Linked DNA regions of Ovis aries: all the other regions are linked to region 1. Evidence: chromatin contacts called from public Hi-C data. All regions are on one chromosome and are shown on one strand. The core of a region is the stretch at or near the end of the contact, and the rest is flanking DNA. Distances in the headings are between cores, read along the strand shown. Region 1 overlaps LOC105611101 (a long non-coding RNA gene). Region 2 holds the start of KLF6 (KLF transcription factor 6). Region 3 overlaps LOC106991526 (a long non-coding RNA gene).

Region 1 (2,534 bases), core at 16-2,515:
CAGTCTATTTGGTTCCCTAACTACCACTGTTGAGGCAGATATTTTAATTTGGTTATGGCCAAGGCAAGGCTGTGTTTATCACATTGCCCACATTTTTCCTTCAGACCAGCACATGTAACTGAATTCTATGGGTGCTATTGAAAGCATGTCTAAGAAAGGCATTGGGCCTCAGTGTCTTTTACTGACTGTAAATAAATTGGTTGTGAGACTGGAGATCTGAGGGCTTTATTATATCAAAGCTGGCTCTGGGAAAATGCTGAATTTCGTAAATAATAACAGCCAAAAGAAACTCAGATGTGCCAACTTCTGAAGCAAATTGGGACTTCGAATAACTTCCAAAGGAAGAAATGCTTTTACCAGCTGTAGAATTAAAATGCAGATGTTAGTCACACTTTGCGCTCTTCATTAAAATAAAACACTGACAAATGCAAAATCATTTGTAAAAGTATGTGTGTGTGTGAGTGCTGTGTCTATTCTGCATGTCCAGCTCTTTGTGACCGAATGGACTGTAGCCCACCAGGCTCCTCTGTCCATGGGGCTCTCCAGGCAAGAACAGTGAAGCGGGTAGCCATTCCCTTCTCCAGGGGATTTTCCCAACCTAGGGGTTGAACCCCCCCATCTCCTGCAGCTCCTGTATTGGCAGGTGGATTCTTTACAGTCTGAGCCACCACATACACACATATATATATACATACTGTGTACTCTTCATATAGAAAACTACATGTATATAAATATATACACAAACATAGACATGCATTTAAAAAGCATAGTACTAGGAAAAATAAGATATATACAAGTGTAGTAAAGTACATATGCAATATAAAAGTACACATGTAACATTAATATTATTAATACATATAGTGTTTTAACACATACAATGTAACATTGTTAATATTAATAGTGTACACTCACTATATAGACTAATATATTTTAAAATATATTCTATATTAATGTATAATCTTCCAATGCACATTGTACTATATACTAGTATGTTTTTAAAAAACCGAAAGAAGCTTAGGTTCTCTGTGTGTCCCTACATGTGACATCCATATTTTTCCTGGTTTCTCTATCTGTGGTCACGGTATTCTTTATCTGAGAACACATTTCTCAGTGCAGTCTGAAGGTCACCAGGCTGGGGATCTCTGAGGAGAGGAAGGACCACAGGATTTTGTGATTTTGTAAACAATCTCCTTGGAGATTCCTACTAAGAGCGGATGAAGGATCACCAGGTACTTACTGAAGGTGAACAGTAGGGGGCAGAGGTGTCCACAATTCTGTTTTGCCAGCTCTGCTGCTCTGAGGCCAGGAACTTTGACTTCAGACTGCTTACCACACAGAGTTTTTAGGTGAAGATTTCTTGTCTGTTCTCTTCCCAGCCTTGAAACAAATAACTTTTTATCTTGGTGAAGGTAATACAAGTTCTCCAAACAAAATTTGAAAAATATCTAAGGTACAAAAATAGAAACAAAACCAAAAATGACCACTGAAATTTCCATCGTCAAAGAATAAATATTCTGATAATATTGTATTAGTTGCCTGTATACTTGTGTGTGTGTATATGTGCACATATGCAAAATTATAGTATGTACATAATGAAGTGAAAGAAAGTGAAATGAAAGTGTTAGTTGCTCAGTTGTGTCCAACTCTTTGCAACCCCGTGGACTGTATACCACCAGGCTCCTCTGTCCATGGAATTCTCCAGGCAAGAATACTGGAGTGGGTTGCCATTTCCTTCTCCAGGGAATCTTCCTGACCCAGGGATCGAACCTGGGTCTCCTTCATTGCAAGCAGATTCTTTACCGTCTAAGTCACCAGGGAAGCTTATGTACATAATACATACAATAACATATCAAATTACATTTTATATATCCTATTTATATCATATTGTATATATCATATTCATTCACACACATACAGTTTTCAAAAATACAGATTGCTCTGAAATACTCAATTACATTTTGTTTCCTTTCTCATCTAATCTGTGTCTGGGTGGCCAACAGATAAAATTCCTTACAAAATATACCAGGCTAAGCACTCAACCAAAGGAGTTCAATACTGTAGTGGCCTCAGGTTACATGAAGGAAAAAGAAGATGTATTTCCCTTTTCTTTTTTTCAGCACGTCTGGGTCACAGAGACCCAGGCACCAGTTCATTACAAACTCACGTTCTATTATATTTGTTGCAAAAAGCCTCAAGTTGCTTGAGAATGTCAAAATCTTAACACACTCTATTGTCTGCGAGCTCTGGTGTGATGTTCACTACTCTTGTATGAATTTTGTGCCTTAGAAATGTCTGTCTTGGATATTCTACCCTCTTGAAGACATGTTTCCTTCAGGTTTTACTTGAAATATTTTTTATTTTTTTTTTGTTCCCTATTGGGTAACTAGGAAAGCTTGACTAATATAATTGTTTAGACTGCCAGGAGTCAACAGTCAGAAATTAGATCAGCTAAACTGACTCTTTCCCTTAATAAATATTTAGTGAAATCCTACTACCATCTGACTCGTGGACGAATGTTAAACAAGGTGGACTCT
Region 2 (2,534 bases), core at 22-2,521, 600 kb after region 1:
GGGACCCTACTAAGATTGGTTATAGGCTCCCTCTATTTATAACCCCACCTGCCCCAACAAGATGCCCTCTTTTTAAAAATAAAAATGTGTTCGGGAGAATCAAGAGTGCACATAACCCCCTCAAGAGCCAGGAGATCCAACTTGGGTCTTCCAGGCTACTCTGCTCCTGCAGGTTAGGCAGGCAGCGGGGGTGAGGATGTGGCACCGCCGTGGTCCCCCAGGTAAGTGCCCTGTCCTTGTGAGGGAGGCTGAAGGGGGAAACTCAGATTCATATACAACACAGCCCTGCGACTAGGGCCCTCCTGTCCCTCAGCACACCTGCAGGGCTGGTCAGCCCCCCACTCCGGGGTCACAGGTGCCACCTGGGGACAGAGGGGGATGGAACGGGGAGGGAGGGGGACACAGCGCGGGTGGTGGGTGCAGATGGAAACGGGGCAGGTACAGAGGGATAATGGAGCGAAAAGGAGGGGGGAAAGAGGGTGACAGACGGGGATGGAGACGGGAATCTACAGCTGGGCAGGAGGGGGCACCGAGAGGGTGGAAGGACGGAGGGGGATAGAGAACGGCCGGCCAGCCCGAGGTCGGAGCGAGGGACAGAGGAGACCCAGCCGCGCTCCCCTCAGCTCGGCGGAGGGTCAGGGGACCAGGGCCCGGGCGACAGACCCGACGAACGTGGACCAGGGCTGAGGGGACAAGGACGGGGACACGACGACGGGGAAACCAAGGCCGGGCCCGGGCGATGAGCCCGACGGACGGGGACCAGGGCTTCGGGGACGAGGGCTTCGGGGACGAGGGCTTCGGGGACGAGGACGGGAAGACCGGGGCCAGGACCGAGACCGGGACGAGAAGGGCAGGGACACCGGGTCCCCTCGGCCCGACCGGCCGCGGCGCACGCAGCCTCTCGGCCGCGCACCTCCCAGCTCCGACTCCTCCGGCGCGAGACAGCCCGCGCCTTATATACCCTGCTAAAAATAGCCTGCGAAACCGCCTCCCAATCAGAACCGGCCGAAGTTCGAATTCTGCCAATGGCGAAGGCGGTGATGGAGAGGCTCGGTCACGCCAGGCGGGGCCGCGGTGAGCCGCCGCCCGCGATTGGCCGGAGCTGACATCATCGCCGCGCAGCCCCCGGGCCGGGAGCGGCGTGATTGGGCGGCGCGCGGGGCGGGCGCGGGCGAGTCACGTGGGGAGGCGGCGGCGGGGGGAGCTGGGCGGGGAGGAGGGGAGGCTGGCAGCGGAGCTTTGAATAGGGAAGTTTTGCAGGGGTTACGTTTGCAGTCAGTCCGGTGTTTGCAAATATTGTGCGGGCTCGCGAGCGCGTCTCCGGGCTCCGGCCAGGACCCGAACCCGTGGCGCCTAATCGCTGCCCACTTGAGTTTGCATGAACTTCCCCGGCGCTGCAGGCACGGCCGCCGCGCTCCCGACTGCAGACTGCACGCCTCCCTGTTTTTACAGCAGCGGGGACGGTCTCTTCCAACCCGACATGGATGTGCTCCCAATGTGCAGCATCTTCCAGGAACTCCAGATTGTGCACGAGACTGGTTACTTCTCGGCGCTGCCCTCCCTGGAGGAATATTGGCAACAGGTAAATAAGGATTTTCGTGAGCCAGGTGTCCCGGTGCGCCGAGCATGGAGTGCGTGCATGCACCCGCAGGACGGTGTGAGCTTGGAGGTGCAGTTCTTTTTCTTCTTTTTTTAATGGTTTGGGTAAATTTTTAAAAAAAAATTAAAATAATTATTGTTAAAACGTACTTTTGCCTCCGGCGCAGAAGGCACTTTAAAGGGGCCTTTCAGAGCGTGGAGCGGAGTTGTCATCTGAGTGGGGCGCAGCGGCGCCGGGCGCTCCCCGTGTTCTTGCTGTTTTCTGGGGCTGCTGAACCGTCTCCCGAGCGTAGACCCAGCTCCGCGGCCTGATCTCGGCCCCAGCCCTTGGCAGAAGTTTGGTGCTTGTTCCAGCTCCAGGCTCTCCACAGCTGGACCTGGTCATATGAACCCGCATGTACTGCCAAGGCTATTTTTTCTTCTTCTTCTTCTTCTTTTTTTTTTTTTTTTTTAGGGATTTTGTTTTCGTTTTGCTTTTTTGGTGTTTGTACATACAGGTTTTTCTTTCTTTCTTTTTTTTACTTAAGAATTTCACCAGCGAAACACCCACAAGCTCCTTTTCTCTACCAGGCCATTTTTAGTTTCTTTACCTTGGGAATCCTTAAGATTTGCCTCCATCTGCCTTGTTTTTCTTACCTGCTTCTTTTGTTGACCAGAAAAAAAAAAGGGGGGGGGACCAATGTTTGCACAACCAGTGACTTATCAGTCATATGACAATGAGCCTGTCCGAATTGCTTCTAGTCTCAGTTTGGGAAGAGGAGTCTGTTTGCGGCATTTTTTAGTGGAATTGGAATTTGGGGCATTGGACATTTGAAAAACTCAATTTTTCCCCCTTCTCCTGCATTAGGATTGCCTGAAAGGAGAGAGATTCTGACACTTGTCCCATTGTCTTTAAAAGATAGGAGGGTTTTGGGGTTGTCTCTGCCCTACTAGGC
Region 3 (2,534 bases), core at 19-2,518, 540 kb after region 1:
AGAACTGGATTCGGTATCTCGTAACAGGCTGTAATGGAAAAGAATGGGGACAAGTAGCCGATGACTAGATAGACAGATGTATAACTGAATCAATCTGCAGTGCACCTGAAACATTGCAAATCAATTATACTTTAATTTATACTTTATTAGTTTATACTTAAAAAAAAAAAAGTCCTCGTAAAATTTAACCTAAGAAATGAGCTACGACTTTGGGTGATATTCAGAGGATTGTGTTGATCTAATGTTTTTCTCCCAACAAGGTTCTCGGATGTTAAAAAATAAATATACTCCAAACAGGCTTGGAGGAATGTGTTTGTAAAGGCAGCCTGATTGTAAAACAGATAAAAGAGCTAAAGACAGCCAGTCAAGGAGAAGGAGTGCTTTCCCAAGATGTCAGTGGCCTCTGAGTCAGTTCAAGTCCACCCACCTTGGCTAGAAATCCCCCAGCCCCGTGAATCTAGACTGTCCATCAATATGGAGGGGGTACCCCACACTTCCCACACAGATGTCCCCCAGATGTCCAGAGTAACAGCTGTAATGTCACCAGCAAACATGTCTGGTGGAAAATAAAAAGGAAAGTTGATGTTGATTCTACATTTCAGTTGATGGGAAAATTTCCATCGTCTTTACTCCTGATTCCGCCACAGGAATTCTTTCTTATGAGTAGCATCTGAAATCAGCAATGGTTAAGGATAAAAATCGGAGAAGGCAACAGCACCCCACTCCAGTACTCTTGCCTGGAAAATCCCATGGATGGAAGAGCCTGGTGGGCTGCAGTCCATGGGATCTCGAAGAGTTGGACACAACTGAGCGACTTCACTTTCACTTTTCAATTTCATGCATTGAAGAAGGAAATTGCAATCCACTCCAGTGTTCTTGCCTGGAGAATCCCAGGAACGGGGGAGCCTGGCGGGCTGCCATCTATGGGGTCTCACAGAGTCAGACACGACTGAAGCGACTTAGCAGTAGCAAGGATAAAAATGGACCTGACTTTTGACATTATTTCATAAAGAAATTTGCTTTTTCATTGTCCTCGTTGCTGACAAGACAGTGTTACAGGTCAGTTTTGCTTTGAAAAAACTCGCCACATATTACCTGAAGGAATCATGACTTACCTGGGGGATTGTTGTTTCTTGGACAATCCCTTTCATCTGTAAATGAGGAAATGAGTCAGCTTTACTAAGTGCTACCTCATCACTAGCACTCTGCCATTCATCAGGGATGGGAATGCATTTTGTTACTCACAGAAGCCTGGATCACCAAGCGTACAGGTCACTGTGGAAATCTGCTCTTCAAACAATGACAGGTTCTGTTGTCAGAGATCTTAACAGTCCCTCTGATTGGAACAGTGCCTGGCTGGTCACAAGACAGCATGACTCATTACCGCTCCGCAACTTTAGCTGTACACAAGGCTAAAAGAATAAACCACCTCCCTGATGTCACCTCTTTTCTATGTATCTTTAACATAGTTTAGATAGAGGTTGTTGAGTAAGACGCAAAGCTTTCAGATGAGAATGCATCTGAAATACTTAGGGAGAGAAAACACCAGACATGGCCCAGGAATTCTGGGTGTGTGGTCTTTGCTGATACACAGCCGTCCACAAGGTTTCAAGACCTATAAACTAGTCACCTGGTTGGTCAAAGTTTAACTCAATTGAAATATTTCAGGCTTAAGTAACCATTCAAGAATGTCGAGTTTCCAGTACAGACTGAGGTACTTTCTCATTTCCAGTCACTGGGTACCTACAAACTTCATATATAGAGACTTCCTAAATGTGCTTCAATGTCAAGGAATGTGCGAACAGTGGTTGTATGTGAATGGTGAGGATGATCAGTAACTTCTTGTCTTCTATTCTTTCCCATTTCTTTAAAGAGCAGGAATTTCTTTCATGGTGACAAAAATTAGACAGAAAAAAAAAAAAAAAAGCTTCACGTTTCCTCAGAGGTGGCTCCTTGAGACAAAAAACACAAAAGCTAAAACAAACAAAAGAAGTAAATTGACGACTACCTCATGTCTTTTATTACAATGTCAGCAAAACTGCAATGACCAAAAATGAGATCACTGTTTACCTCATTACACTAGCGGTCCCTGAAGAGCAAGAGTGAGAGGGGTCCTACATCCATTCGCTGTTGTAATGCTGGCAGCAACCTCTTCGAAGAAGCTGGATCACTCATTCTGGTAAAAGTCAGCCAAGAAGAATGTGTACAAGTCACTGGACAGCCAAGATGAAGGAAGTATTTTTAATTAAGCTGATGACACCACTACTTCCTCAGGGTGGCTTTATTTAGAAAATGAGAGAACAGCAGAGAAAGGGGTGTTGCATTAGGATGGGTTTGGTATCACGTGGAAAAGTTATGTTTCTTTCACACTTAGCCAAGCATTGTTTAACTTCCCTTTTTTCTTCTTTTTTCCAGCATTGCCTGTTTGTGTCTTAAGAAAATATAGAAGCTTTGTCAGATGCTCACAAGGAAGTCCAGAATTGTAATAAGATAGCACTGCCCACTATCAGAGGACATCCTGAGCCATCTCTGAG

What was found. A called contact is a pair of places that touch in the nucleus more often than the background predicts.
Region 2: a Hi-C map of muscle shows a contact between it and region 1, with 4 times the contacts expected there. The contact joins the promoter of KLF6 here to the enhancer-like site in region 1. A contact is called at or near these places in 4 of 16 Hi-C or Micro-C datasets (muscle, skin fibroblasts and tail adipose tissue).
Region 3: a Hi-C map of skin fibroblasts shows a contact between it and region 1, with 4 times the contacts expected there. The contact joins two enhancer-like sites. A contact is called at or near these places in 4 of 16 Hi-C or Micro-C datasets (liver, omental adipose tissue, skin fibroblasts and 1 more).

Annotation. Positions count from the first base shown.
Region 1 is chr13:43,585,011-43,587,544 of ARS-UI_Ramb_v3.0, forward strand. The region is part of intron 1 of LOC105611101 (a long non-coding RNA gene); the gene reads left to right. Among named protein-coding and RNA genes, the nearest start is that of AKR1E2, 99 kb to the left of the region's middle. Within about 2 kb of position 1,266, at least 12 of the 54 cell types and tissues checked have an H3K27ac peak or open chromatin away from gene starts, as enhancers often do. A contact at or near this core is called in muscle, where this site is marked.
Region 2 is chr13:44,181,102-44,183,635 of ARS-UI_Ramb_v3.0, forward strand. KLF6 (KLF transcription factor 6) reads left to right here and starts at 1,272. Exons shown (of 4, transcript XM_012188639.4): 1 at 1,272-1,582. The coding sequence starts at 1,379.
Region 3 is chr13:44,129,708-44,132,241 of ARS-UI_Ramb_v3.0, forward strand. All of the region lies in intron 1 of LOC106991526 (a long non-coding RNA gene), which reads right to left. Among named protein-coding and RNA genes, the nearest start is that of KLF6, 51 kb to the right of the region's middle. Within about 2 kb of position 1,269, at least 27 of the 54 cell types and tissues checked have an H3K27ac peak or open chromatin away from gene starts, as enhancers often do.